Regions from separate parts of the Pan troglodytes genome. Here all the other regions are linked to region 2. Evidence: chromatin contacts called from public Hi-C data. All regions are on one chromosome and are shown on one strand. The core of a region is the stretch at or near the end of the contact, and the rest is flanking DNA. Distances in the headings are between cores, read along the strand shown. Region 1 overlaps SLC22A23 (solute carrier family 22 member 23). Region 2 has its middle 30 kb from the start of PRP4K. Region 3 holds the start of SLC22A23 (solute carrier family 22 member 23).

Evidence for each region. A called contact is a pair of places that touch in the nucleus more often than the background predicts.
Region 1: a contact with region 2 is called in a Hi-C map of stem cell-derived neural progenitor cells, with 5 times the contacts expected there. The contact joins two enhancer-like sites. A contact is called at or near these places in 2 of 7 Hi-C or Micro-C datasets (blood and stem cell-derived neural progenitor cells).
Region 3: a contact with region 2 is called in a Hi-C map of stem cell-derived neural progenitor cells, with 4 times the contacts expected there. The contact joins the promoter of SLC22A23 here to the enhancer-like site in region 2. A contact is called at or near these places in 1 of 7 Hi-C or Micro-C datasets (stem cell-derived neural progenitor cells) and 1 of 1 datasets of contacts at active chromatin or transcription factors (stem cell-derived excitatory neurons).

Annotation. Positions count from the first base shown.
Region 1 is chr5:9,233,197-9,236,903 of NHGRI_mPanTro3-v2.0_pri, forward strand. All of the region lies in intron 9 of SLC22A23 (solute carrier family 22 member 23), which reads right to left. Among named protein-coding and RNA genes, the nearest start is that of PSMG4, 23 kb to the left of the region's middle. Within about 2 kb of position 2,080, at least 8 of the 24 cell types and tissues checked have an H3K27ac peak or open chromatin away from gene starts, as enhancers often do. A contact at or near this core is called in stem cell-derived neural progenitor cells, where this site is marked.
Region 2 is chr5:9,940,622-9,944,394 of NHGRI_mPanTro3-v2.0_pri, forward strand. No RefSeq gene overlaps it. Among named protein-coding and RNA genes, the nearest start is that of PRP4K, 30 kb to the right of the region's middle. Within about 2 kb of position 2,135, at least 7 of the 24 cell types and tissues checked have an H3K27ac peak or open chromatin away from gene starts, as enhancers often do. A contact at or near this core is called in stem cell-derived neural progenitor cells, where this site is marked.
Region 3 is chr5:9,407,648-9,411,504 of NHGRI_mPanTro3-v2.0_pri, forward strand. SLC22A23 (solute carrier family 22 member 23) reads right to left here and starts at 1,724. Exons shown (of 10, transcript XM_016954836.4): 1 at 526-1,724. The coding sequence starts at 1,179. It overlaps LOC107975034 (a long non-coding RNA gene), which reads left to right and starts at 787. Exons shown (of 3, transcript XR_008548405.2): 1 at 787-871; 2 at 3,274-3,315.

The DNA.
Region 1 (3,707 bases), core at 830-3,329, 710 kb before region 2:
GTTGTCACTAGAGGGCAGCATACGCCCGTGTTTAGAAGTCAGAGCTGCTTGATTTACGGACAGAGAACCGAGGGCACACACTGCCTCCTTGTGCTTTAGGAGCACAAAATTGTAATACCCACGGAATATCTTTATTTTACTAGCAATAGGATCTCAATAAGGTAGGAAAACTGATATGCAGGCCGACTTCTTACTAGAAATGGCAAACTTCATTGAATTAAGGATTCCAGAATCAAATTGCTGTTAGCCATGTGAACGTTACCATCTCACATTGAAACACCGGAGGCGAGCCTCCTGTTCTAGCTCCTCTTTTACATTACTTAATGTGACTTGACTAAATTTCCGTGAAGTTGAGGATAAGCAAATATTTGTACCATTTTTTATAGAAATAAATACAACTGCTGAAGATGCCCAGCGAAGAAGAAGAATATGAACTGTCCTGTGCTGAGGCCAGGCCCTTTGCACATGGTCTCCATTCTCCACCCCCGCCTAACAAGGTGCCTGTAGTCAGTTTTGTTTTAAGACAAGGACACTAAAGCCGGCCGAGGGCCCCGCCCAAGGCCACACAGGGAGGCGGCCTCAGGATCATGGGCAGCTCCGTCTGGCTCCTTCCCAGGCTCCGGGCCATATCCTCAGCACCGTCCCCTCATCCTGCCCCGCTCCTCAGCGCTCGCACGCCACAGGCGCTGCCGGCACGGGATGCATGCTGGCTTCCTGTCTGCTACTCACTACTTGTTTTCAAATGTCAGACATTTTTAAGACACAACTTTTTTTTTTTTTTTTTTTGAGATGGAGTCTCGCTCTGTCACCCAGGCTGGAGTGCAGTGGCGCGATCTCGGCTCACTGCAAGCTCCGCCTCCTGGGTTCACGCCATTCTCCTGCCTCAGCCTCCTGAGTAGCTGGGACTACAGGCACCCGCCACCACGCCCAGCTAATTTTTTTTTGTATTTTTAGTAGAGACAGGGTTTCATCGTGTTAGCCAGGATTGTCTTGATCTCCTGACCTCGTGATCTGCCCGCCTCAGCCTCCCAAAGTGCTGGGATTACAGGCGTGAGCCACTGTGCCCGGCCTTTAAGATACAACTTTTTAAAGTTGAACAGATTCTGATACTCCCTTAACCCCAGGTCATCCTGGCCCTCGGTGCCTATTCTTGAGGCAGCATTAGAGCGGAAGACAGATGTCAGGGAGTCGTCAGTCAGGGAGGGTCTCAGGGAGGCCCGTCCGACTTATGACCTAGAAAGGGCCAGGGCTGCCGGAGTGGGCAGGGCAGGAGAAAACAGGCAGGTGTCATGATCACCAGCGCCTGCCTCCTCTCTCACCTGGACCCCTCCGTGAGGGCAAAGGAAGCCTCGGAGTCCACCTGGAGCATCCAGATGGACAGTGGATAGAAAAGATCCGCCCCAGCACAGCCAGCAGCTGCTTCCAGATCCACCCAGGACCCCAGGCCACTTCTGCCCATGTCAAGCTGGGAGATGGGCATAGTCAGATAGACTTGCAAAGTCACCCAACTCCCAATGTCTTACAGATGAATCAGAGCTGTGCACTGGCTGATGAGAACCACCACCTGGCCTGGGCCTGAGTGGGTAGCTGGTTCTGTCAACGTGAGGTCTGAACAGAATCTCATGAAACAATATTTAGTTAACTTGGCCTCTATCATCCTTGGGGCAATAGATTTCTGCAGGCCTTTGTTGCTTTTTGTGGTAGAACAAGTATGAAAAGTATAAAAGCATTTTTTGAACTTTTTGCAGAAAATTTCATATCCTCATATTTGCTTCCAGGCAGTCCATCCTGGCCCCTTACCCTTTGCTGCCAGAAGGCTTGTCTGTAATAGTGTCACAGGGAAAGGCTAGTTCTGTGCTAAGAAAGATGGAGCTCATGGGCCCCAGGCTGCCCATCGTGGCTTATCTTGGATTTCTCTCTGTGAAGTGGGGGGATGGTAGGGGAGTCTACTTCCATCCTAGGGCCTCCATGGGAATTGTTCCTCAGTCATTTGCAAGAAAGAGCTGTGGCCTCCCGATGGCACGGGTGAAAAGGGCTCCCAGCGAGAAGGGGGATTTGTCAGGAACGCTAGACATTCTCCCAGCCTGGCCCAGGGACCCCCTTTGGACTTAATTTCCTTTCATCCTCTGCAGGCACAAAAGCATCACCAAGGGTCACATATTTTTTCCAGTTTGTCATCTTGGCAAGCTGAATCTGAGAACATGTTTGTTGAATTTCTATCCTCAAATCTTTCCAGGTTTGCGTCAAAGAGGAAAAGCTTACAGCATTTCCTTCCGTCTAGCTTGCTTAAGCCAAATCTAACAGAGAATAATGATGCCTACCAACTGCCAGAGTTAAGGGGTACCCGCTAGCCACCCCCTCCCCCAACAAAATATGCATAATCATGATGCAAAGGCTGCAGGAGGCCAGCTGGAAACCCAGAAGGTCTGACTGTGGATTCTGGTCTGTTGAAAGACTTGGCTTTGCTGTTTTGTTTGATAAAGGAGAGAAATTTCACTTTCCGTCCTTTAGACAGGGAGTGAGCCTGCGGTCGGCCTGAGGTATCCTGCAACTGCAAGCACTAAATAAGCTCCTGACTCATCTCTCCCCTGTGGCTGATGCAGAAGGTAGGGACAGGATGAGTTCCTTGTGCTTAATCATACAATGCCTTGGCATTTCTGTCCAGGTGCCCAGTAGCTGTCAGGCTGGGCCTGTAGGATATGATCCAAGAGAATGAATCAAAAAGTGTGGACGTGAAGATGCTGTTGTTAGCATGGCTACTGGAAATGTGGAAAGTAAGAAAGTCCACGGACCTGCCTACTTGCTCCCAAAGCCTTCCCCAGCTTAGCCTCCACATAGTCTGCCTTGGACTGGAGTGGCCGCTACTGGATTTTCCCAAGGGTGTCATTATGCAGACACCTGGGTTTTGACTCACGGCTGAACTACTGCCATTACTCTCAAGTTCTGTTTTATGAAGGCACGTGCATGAGAAATGCTGATGATACTCCTTTAAGAAGTTCAGTGTGGTATAACTCAAGATAAGCTCCTCAGTAAGTCACAGTGTAGGAAACTGACGGCAGCTGAGTGATGCCCTTGTAGTGGAGGCGTGCCTGTTTATTAACCTATAAGCATGGCAACAGTAAATGGCGTGTAGCACCCATGAACCACAACCCAGTGGCAGAGACGGCACCAGGAAGGGGTCAGCCTCACTTTCCGAACTAAGACAAAAGTGGCTGAGCACAAGTTAGTCACAAGTTAGTCACACCTTTTAGGGAGGTATGAAATGGCCGCAGACTCCACGAGGGCGGGACTGTGCTGCTGTGTTTTCTGGGCCTAGTGTCTGGCGCGCAGTGGGCTCTCCATCCATGTTTCTTACATGAGTCAGTGATCTCACTTGCTGCGCTCTCTTTGGATTCATGACATCAACTTCTCAGGTCAGTATGAAATAAGGCTCTTTGGGCCTGGCACGGTGGTTCACGCCTGTAATCCTAGCACTTTGGGAGGCCAAGGTGGGGGGATCACCTGAGGTCAGGAGTTAGAGACCAGCCTGGCCAACCAGGTGAAACCACGTCTCCTAAAAATGTAAAAATTAGCCGGGCGTGGTGGCGCACACCTATAATCCCAGCTACTCTGGAGGCTGAGGCAGGAGAATCACCTGAACCTGGGAGGCAGAGGTTGCAGTGAGCCAAGATCATGCCATTGTACTCCAGGCTGGGCAATAAGAGTGA
Region 2 (3,773 bases), core at 885-3,384:
AGCATTGATCTATTCTGAGTAGAATGCTAATTTCAAAACTGAGAAGGCTTAGAAGCACCATGCAAACTTGAACAGAAGACTGAAGGCCCTCAAAAAAATGAAAAGCACCTAGCAGAGGAACATGTGTACATCAAGAGTATCAGAACAGAGCAGAAAGTGGGACTGCGAGATTAAGTCATCTTTATCCTTTCTGACCCAGAGTTCTAATCAGGAACACTCCCCAGGATTATTGGGCCTGGTTCTGGGCCATGGTGGTGGCGAACAAGGCCAGTGTTTAAGAGGATATGCTCTAGTTTTAGGGAGAAAGTATTTGGAGACAGCATGTGAGACTATCCACAGTCTGTTATACCCATGCAGTTTCGAAGGGTAACGAAATAATAAACTGCCAACACTAATCTCTCCAGCACAAGTTCTAAGGATACTAATGTAGCTCCTAAGTAACTAAAGAGAAAGCTAAATCCACATTGTTCCTAGATAGCATTTATTGGATGGAATTTCCTTCCTCTTCCTCTCTTCCTTCTTCCTTTAAGAACTAGGTATTAAACACGTGGTATGTACCAGGCATTGTGCTAGACACTGGGAATCCTCACACAAAACAGGGCCTAGTGGGGAAAATACAAGTTAAAGTCATACAAGTGTACTAAGTAAGATAAGAGAGATGTTCAAGGCATTATACCAACATCTCATAGATAGCCTTATGGTAGTCCAGAAGCTTTCAAATGAATAATGAGGACTAAAGGGCCAACAAGGGACCTATGAATTAAGTACATCAAAAAATGGCAGTGGACATGAGCATGATAAACAAAAGCCAGTGAATGCTAAGCTTTGGAAGAATTATCTCAGGGAAGAGAAGACATAAATTATCAAATTCTTACAAGTCTTTTGATGTGTAAGCCTTCTCTTGTGTTAAATCTGTAATTTCCCTTGGGGCATACAGGGATTTAACTCTAGCTACTGGTCTATATACAGTGGAAGTGGTTGGGGATGTATAGAGGAATATTTACTTGCTCTTGCAATGTAACTTCCTCATGTAAAAAAGTGTATTAGGGCCAGGCGCAGTGGCTCACTCCTGTAATCCCAGCACTTTGGGAGGCCAAGGAGGGCGAATCATAAGATCAGGAGTTCAAGACCAGCCTGGCCAACATGGTGAAACCCCATCTCTACTAAAAATACAAAAAATTAGCTGGCGGTAGTGGCAGGCGCCTGTAATCCCAGCTACTCGGGAGGCTGAGGCAGGAGAATTGCTTGAACCAGGGAGGCAGAGGTTGCAGTGAGACAAGATCGTGCCACTGCACTCCAGAGCCCAGCTGACAGAGTGAGACTCCATCTCAAAAAAAAAAAAAGTGTATCAATTTCTTATAGCTGCCATAACCAAGTGGCTTAAACAACAGAAATGTATTGTTTCACAGTTCTGAGGGCTGGGAATCAAAGATCAAGGTGTTGGGGCAGGGTGGGCTCTTTCTGGGGGCTGTGAGGCAAGGATCCGTTTCAGGCCTCTGTCCTTGGCTTGTAGAAAGCCATTTTCTTCCTGTGTCCCTGTACATTTACGCATATCTCCATGTACAAGTTTCTCCTTTTTTTTTTTTTTTTTTTTTTGAGACGGAGTCCCGTTCTGTCACCAGGCTGGAGTGCAGTGGCGCTATCTTGGCTCACTGCAAGCTCTGACTCCCTGGTTCAAGCGATTCTCCTGCCTCAGCATCCCGAGTAGCTGGGACTACAGGCATGCGCCACCACGCCCAGCTAATTTTTGTATTTTTAGTAGAGACAGGGTTTCACCATGTTGGCCAGGATGGTCTTATCTCCTGACCTCATGATCCGCCTGCCTGTGCCTCCCAAAGTGCTGGGATTGCAGACGTGAGCCACCGCGCCTGGACAGTTTCTCCTTTGTATAAGCACAGCAGTCATACCGGATTAGGGCCCATCCATAACCGTCACCAAACAGAGGGTTAGTTGCTTGCTGCCTGCGTAGTCCAATTAACAAGAGCGAGGTCTGGCATAAAGAAAGTGGTTTCTTCCGAAGCTAGCTTGGGGAAGAGTCGTGAACGTTAGTCCTGCCTTTTACATGTGCCGTTTTGCTCCCAGAGCAGAAAGTGGGCACTTATCTAAGGCCGGGGAAGGAGTGAGCAAGGGCGAGGGGTCCCCCTGCTGGCCCAGTGCCTTAACTACTGGGTAGCTGAGTTGGTGCCTTCCCGGGCAGAAGTTATAAAAGTGGCCAAGTGGGCGTGCTTTTGACATGCCCTCCTGGTGGGTGGGAGTTCCAAGGCAACCCCTCCTAGAGGGTGAAGGTTCTGAGGCAGGCATGCTTTGGGGGCATAAGCCGGGGGAAAGGGGAGAGGAGAAAAGAGGAGAAAATAATTAAAAAATAAACTGAAAAATGAGAGTACTCAGTTACATAATGAACTCATTTTAACTTGATTCCCTCTTTACAGACCTTATCCCTAAATAAGGCTATATTCTGTAAACCAAAAATAAAATCCTAAGATCCCTCAGCCATCTGAATGGACTCCTCCTCTCTGCCAGAGCATTCCAAAGTTAACCTGAAAAACTGGTTCAGGCCATGACGGAAATGGGGGGGTCAGACATGGCTCGTTATACCATCCCCACTTACGGAATTCAGAAAGAGCCAACCAGCATTTAACATCAACACAGACCTTATGTCTAATAAGAAACATTTAGTCTATTCTCTCTGAGGCATGCTATCTGGAGGCTTCATTTGCATAATTTAAAAGTTGGTCTCCACAACCCCTATGGAAACCCAGACATTCTATTGATAACTCTTTTAACCAATTGCCTATCACAAAATTTTAAAATCTACCTATGACCTGGAACTGCCCCTCACCCTCCATCTTTGAGTTGTGCCACCTTTCCAGACCAAATCAATGTATATCTTACATGTATTTGATTGATGTCTCATGTCTCCCTAAAATGTATAAAACTAGGCTATTCCCCAACCACCTTGGGCACATGTTCTCAGGATCTCGTGAGGGCTGTGTCACGGGCATTGGTCACTCATATTTGGCTCAGAATAAATCTCTTCAAATATTTTACAGAGTTTGACTCTTTTCATCAACAATTCTGAGGTGCTGGGGGTCAAGACTCCAACATATGAAATTCGTGAAGCAGGGGACACAATTCAACCCATAACAAGGAGTTACATGTTTTTAAAAGAGAGGTAAAGCACAAGAAAACATATTTGGTCTTTGTGCCAGTTCCAGGTACATGGCTTCTAAAACCCTTGGAATCTCCCGTGTGATAAGATTATCTTCTGTATGATAATGAGCTGACTGGTGCCTGGGGTTGCCTGGATGGCCTCAGGATGAGGGTGGATTGATAAAAGACCTAGGCATCTTTAGAGGCTGGAACTTCTAGCCCCACTCCCAATCTCTTGGGACGGAAGGTTGAGTTAATCACCAATGGCCAATAACTTAATCGATCCAAGTCCACACAATAACTCCTCCAAAAAAACTCCTAAAGAACAGGGTTTGGAGAACTTCCGGGTTGAAAACATGGAGGTACTGAGGGCTGGTGCACCCACAGAGGGCGTAAAAGCTCTCTGCCCCTCTCCCTATACCTTCTCTTCTGCATTTTTTCCATTTGGCAGTTCCTCAGCAGTATCTTTTTTTTTTTTTTTTTTTTTTTTGAGACAGGGTCCTACTCTGTTGCCCAGGCTGGAGTGCAGTGATAACATCATAGCTCACTGGAGACGCAAACTCCTGGGCTCAAGTAATCCTCCTGTTAGCAGTGGCAAATCCACGATTTGCAGCAACCTCAAT
Region 3 (3,857 bases), core at 474-2,973, 530 kb before region 2:
AAGTCAGATATCTTTGGGGAGGACTCAGCATGGGCTGCGGGTTGGGGATTTGCAGGAGTCTTTGCTTCTCTGGCTCTCCAGTTCCTTAGTGGGCTTTACCTGTGTCAAAATCAAGTGCGAGATGGAAGACTATTGCTTTGTGGGAGACCCAGGGGCAACTAGCCGGGCAGAACAGGGCTGTGGTCCCGACTCCCCCAGCAGACCTTGAACGACGCCAGTCCGACTCCTCCAGAGCGGGCTGGTGACGGGTCAGCTGCCTCGCCCCAAGGGTGGGGGAAGGGCGCGCTTTCCATCCGCGTACTGGGACAGGAGTTTGGGTGCAAACTAGTAAAGGCTATGGTGCTCCCTTTACACCCAAGTAAAGGCATGTGGTTTGGGGGACGGAAGGAGATTAAGCCAATGCGGAATGCCCGTACACACACTCTAGCACCACCACTTTGGGGACTTCGGTTCTCCCGCTGGCTCGGGCTTGGACCTCGGTCTGCAGGAAGAGGGTTGGAGGGACTGGGCGGCTGCGGCCCTTACCTTGCTGACCACGTTCTGGACGAGGCCGGCGCGAATGCCGTAGTCCCATGCGTGGCAGTCACAGTTGGAGGCGTTGTCCCCCTTGTCCGGAGGGGATGGCAGGGGTGGTGTGTCGCCTCCGTCCGCGCCGCTGCTGTTGCTCCGGTTGCCCGCAGCCTCCCAGGGGGCAGTGGCGAAGGGGGTGGTGGGGAGGCTGGTCCAGTTGCCCATGTCCCCGCCCCGGCCTGTGGTGGTGACCCCTGCCAGCTCGGTGCCTTTGCCGGCCCCGCGGCACCAGAAGTTGGGCTGGTCCAGGAGGAACGAGTCCGAGAACTGGCTGAAGCCGATGAACAGCGCCGGGATCCAGGTGAGCAGCACGAGGGTCTTCTGATAGCCCCCGCCCAGGCCCCCGAGGAAGGGCAGCACCGACCCGTCATAGTCCAGCAACAAGAGGCTCGGGGCCGCAGCCGCCGAGCAGCAGCTCGGGTGCGGGCCGCCTCCAGGATGCAGTGGGGGCAGCGGCTGGATCTCCGCGCCGCCGCCGGGGCCCGCGCGTCCCCCGAGGGGCGCCGAGGCCGCCGCGTCCCCGGGCGGCAGGGAGCCGTTCTCCTCGGCCGGGGCCGGCTGCCGCCCAGGCCCGCCGCCCGCCGCCTCGCGCCGCCGGTCTATGGCCATGGCCCGGGCCCGCGGCTCCCGCAGAGGCGCATAGAGCGCGGCGGAGGCTCCGCGGGCGCCCCGGGCACAGCGCGCCGGGCCAGGCGCCTGCAGCCGCTGCCGCCGAGGAGGGCCCGCGGCTCTAGAGAGAGCGCTCGGCGGCTCCGGGTGCGTCAGGCCGCCCCCATGTCACCCGCCGGACCCCGCGCCCCGGGCGCTGCGGCCCCGCTCGGGCGCCGGGCAGAGGCGGGCAGAGGCCGGCCGGGCCCTCAGCCGCCGCGGCTCATCGGTTCCGCGGCCCGGGCGCCGGCTGCCGAGCCCGCCGCTCTCCGCTGCTCCGCGCCGGACGCGGCAGGAGGAGGAGCCGGCGCCGCGCCCGGCCCGCGCCCTTGCCGGCGGTTCAGGGCCCTGCGGGCGGCGGTGCGGGCAAAGGCTGCTGCTCCCGGGGTGGCCGCGCTGTATTTCTCCGACTTCGGGCGCCTCCCGGAAGCCGCGAGCTCTGGACCCAGCCTGCCGAGCCGGCCGCGCTCTCCAGCTCCTGGAGCCGGCCCCACTCCTCCTCCTCCTCCTTCTCCTCCTCCTCCCCCTCCTCCCTGCCCCCCGGCCCGCCCCCTCTCCCCCCGCCGAGGTGGAGGTAACCGCGGCACCTGCTGCGCTCGGCTCCTGCTCGCGAGCGCCCCCTCCAGCCCGGACGCGCGGCCGCCGCCGCCCGGGATCCACGGGAGGGGGGCGGGGGAAACGGGACACCCCGGGCCCGCTTGGCTGGAGGATCCCCTGCCCGTGCCCGTTTCGCGCCGGGCGGGGCGGGGGAGGAGGAGACGCGCGTAGCAGGGGTCGCCGGCCGGCGACGGGTCCCGGCAAAGTCGGCGTGCGCTGAGAACGTGTGGGCCGGGTCTTCTCTGAGGCTGGGCTCCCGCAGCCGCGCGGGCCCCCCCACCCACTCCGCGCGCGCCAGGTCTCCGTGACCTCTGTCTCTTCAGAGGTGCCCGGCGGTCCCGCTGCCCGCGCCCCGCTCCCAGTCCCAAGCCCGAGGGTCTTCAGCCTTCGGGAACAACCCTCTGCGCTTTTTCCAGGAGCGAATAAGGTTGATTTTTGTGTCCGTGGAGCAGGGTCAAGGAGGCGCCTTTGCCAATTTCAGGTCGCCAGTCCCCCGCAGTGTCTGGCCACCTGCGACCCGCCGCACCCACTCCCAAATCGCCATTTCTTCCCCCACTCCTAAGTGCATGCGATGTAAGCACGATGCTGGGATATATCTCCAACACAAGTTATAATACACACAGTATAAACGTGATGGCATTCCCCACCCCCTCCCTAAGATCTTGTATTCACGTTTGGAACGCCGTGTGCACAGGCGCACACATCTATACTCTCACACAAGAAGACAAACCTCTCCCTCCTCTCCTGCTCCAGCGCCAACCTTGCCCAGCCAGCGCTGTATAAATAACACCAGCCCTGCGGCAAACGGCTACATTAGCATATTTCCTCCTGCACCCAGCGCACGCACCAAAAAGAATTATCCGGCACCTTTCAACCCAGCGTCCCCACATTTTGGAGGCATTTCATATTCTGAGAAGTTTATTAATGGAAGTCTTAAATGGAGCAATCCATTTCTAGTCTTATTTGGGGCAAAAAAAAAAAAAAAAAAAGTTTAGCTTTCCAAAAGGATATATTCTAAGCTCCATATACTGAATGTATTCTTTTGCATTTTCATTATTTGCTCAGCTAACCGCTGCATAATTTAGTGGAATACATTTTTAACCTGCAGTTCAGTGTTAAGGGCAACATGTGTTTACTGCATAAAATGCTGGCACATACGTACGAGAGAACTATTTCTGAAGGCTGCCGGGGGGCGGGTCTTGGGGGACAGGGGAGGTTGTGGACCTTCCTGCGTGGCCGAGAAGGGGTGATTAGATAACAATGGGCGGAAGGGGCCCTAAGGGCTGCAAAAGACACCAAACCTCTGAGAAATGGGTCTGGAAACCACATATATAAAGAGCTGGGGGCGGGGAGCGGGGGGACACGATAGTGCACGTTGTGTACGTGGTAATTTTTCAACTTCACATTATTTATTAGCTTAACTTTTCTTTTCCTTCCCTCTCCTCCCCTCATTTGAAGAGCTAATACATGCAAAGTTCTGACCTCCATGCCTGGAACAGAGTAAGTGCGCAATGAATGTTAGACATGTATTATTACCAGTGCTCCTCTTGCCATTACATACAATCCACATTTCTTTTTGAATTGAAATATAACTTTACGGATTTTATTTATTTTCCTTTCAGCGGCTGATTTTCCAGAAGACGTCCACTTTGTGTCTGGCTCTGCCTCCTTTCCCCCACAGTCACAAGGACCCATTTGTTTTCTTGTAACTGATCACAAAAGGAGCATTGCCATTGACCTTAATGGCCCTTCCAATCAGAATAACTATCATAGCCAGCGTTTCAGAGTTGGCTTTCAAATTCACACTCACTCAGTCCTCACATTCAGCGCCCCAAGAAGTGGGCTTTCAAAGAGAAACAGCAAGGATCAGGTGACTGACTACCAGATCAAAGAGTTGGTCCCCAGCTGAACCAAATATCTGGTTTTGAACCCAGATTTTCTGACTGGACATTACCGGATTTCTCCATTTCATCATACAGGGGCAACTATAGGGAAGAGTTTACAAAGATGTTTGTTAATGTGCATTTTTACGTGGGAGAAAC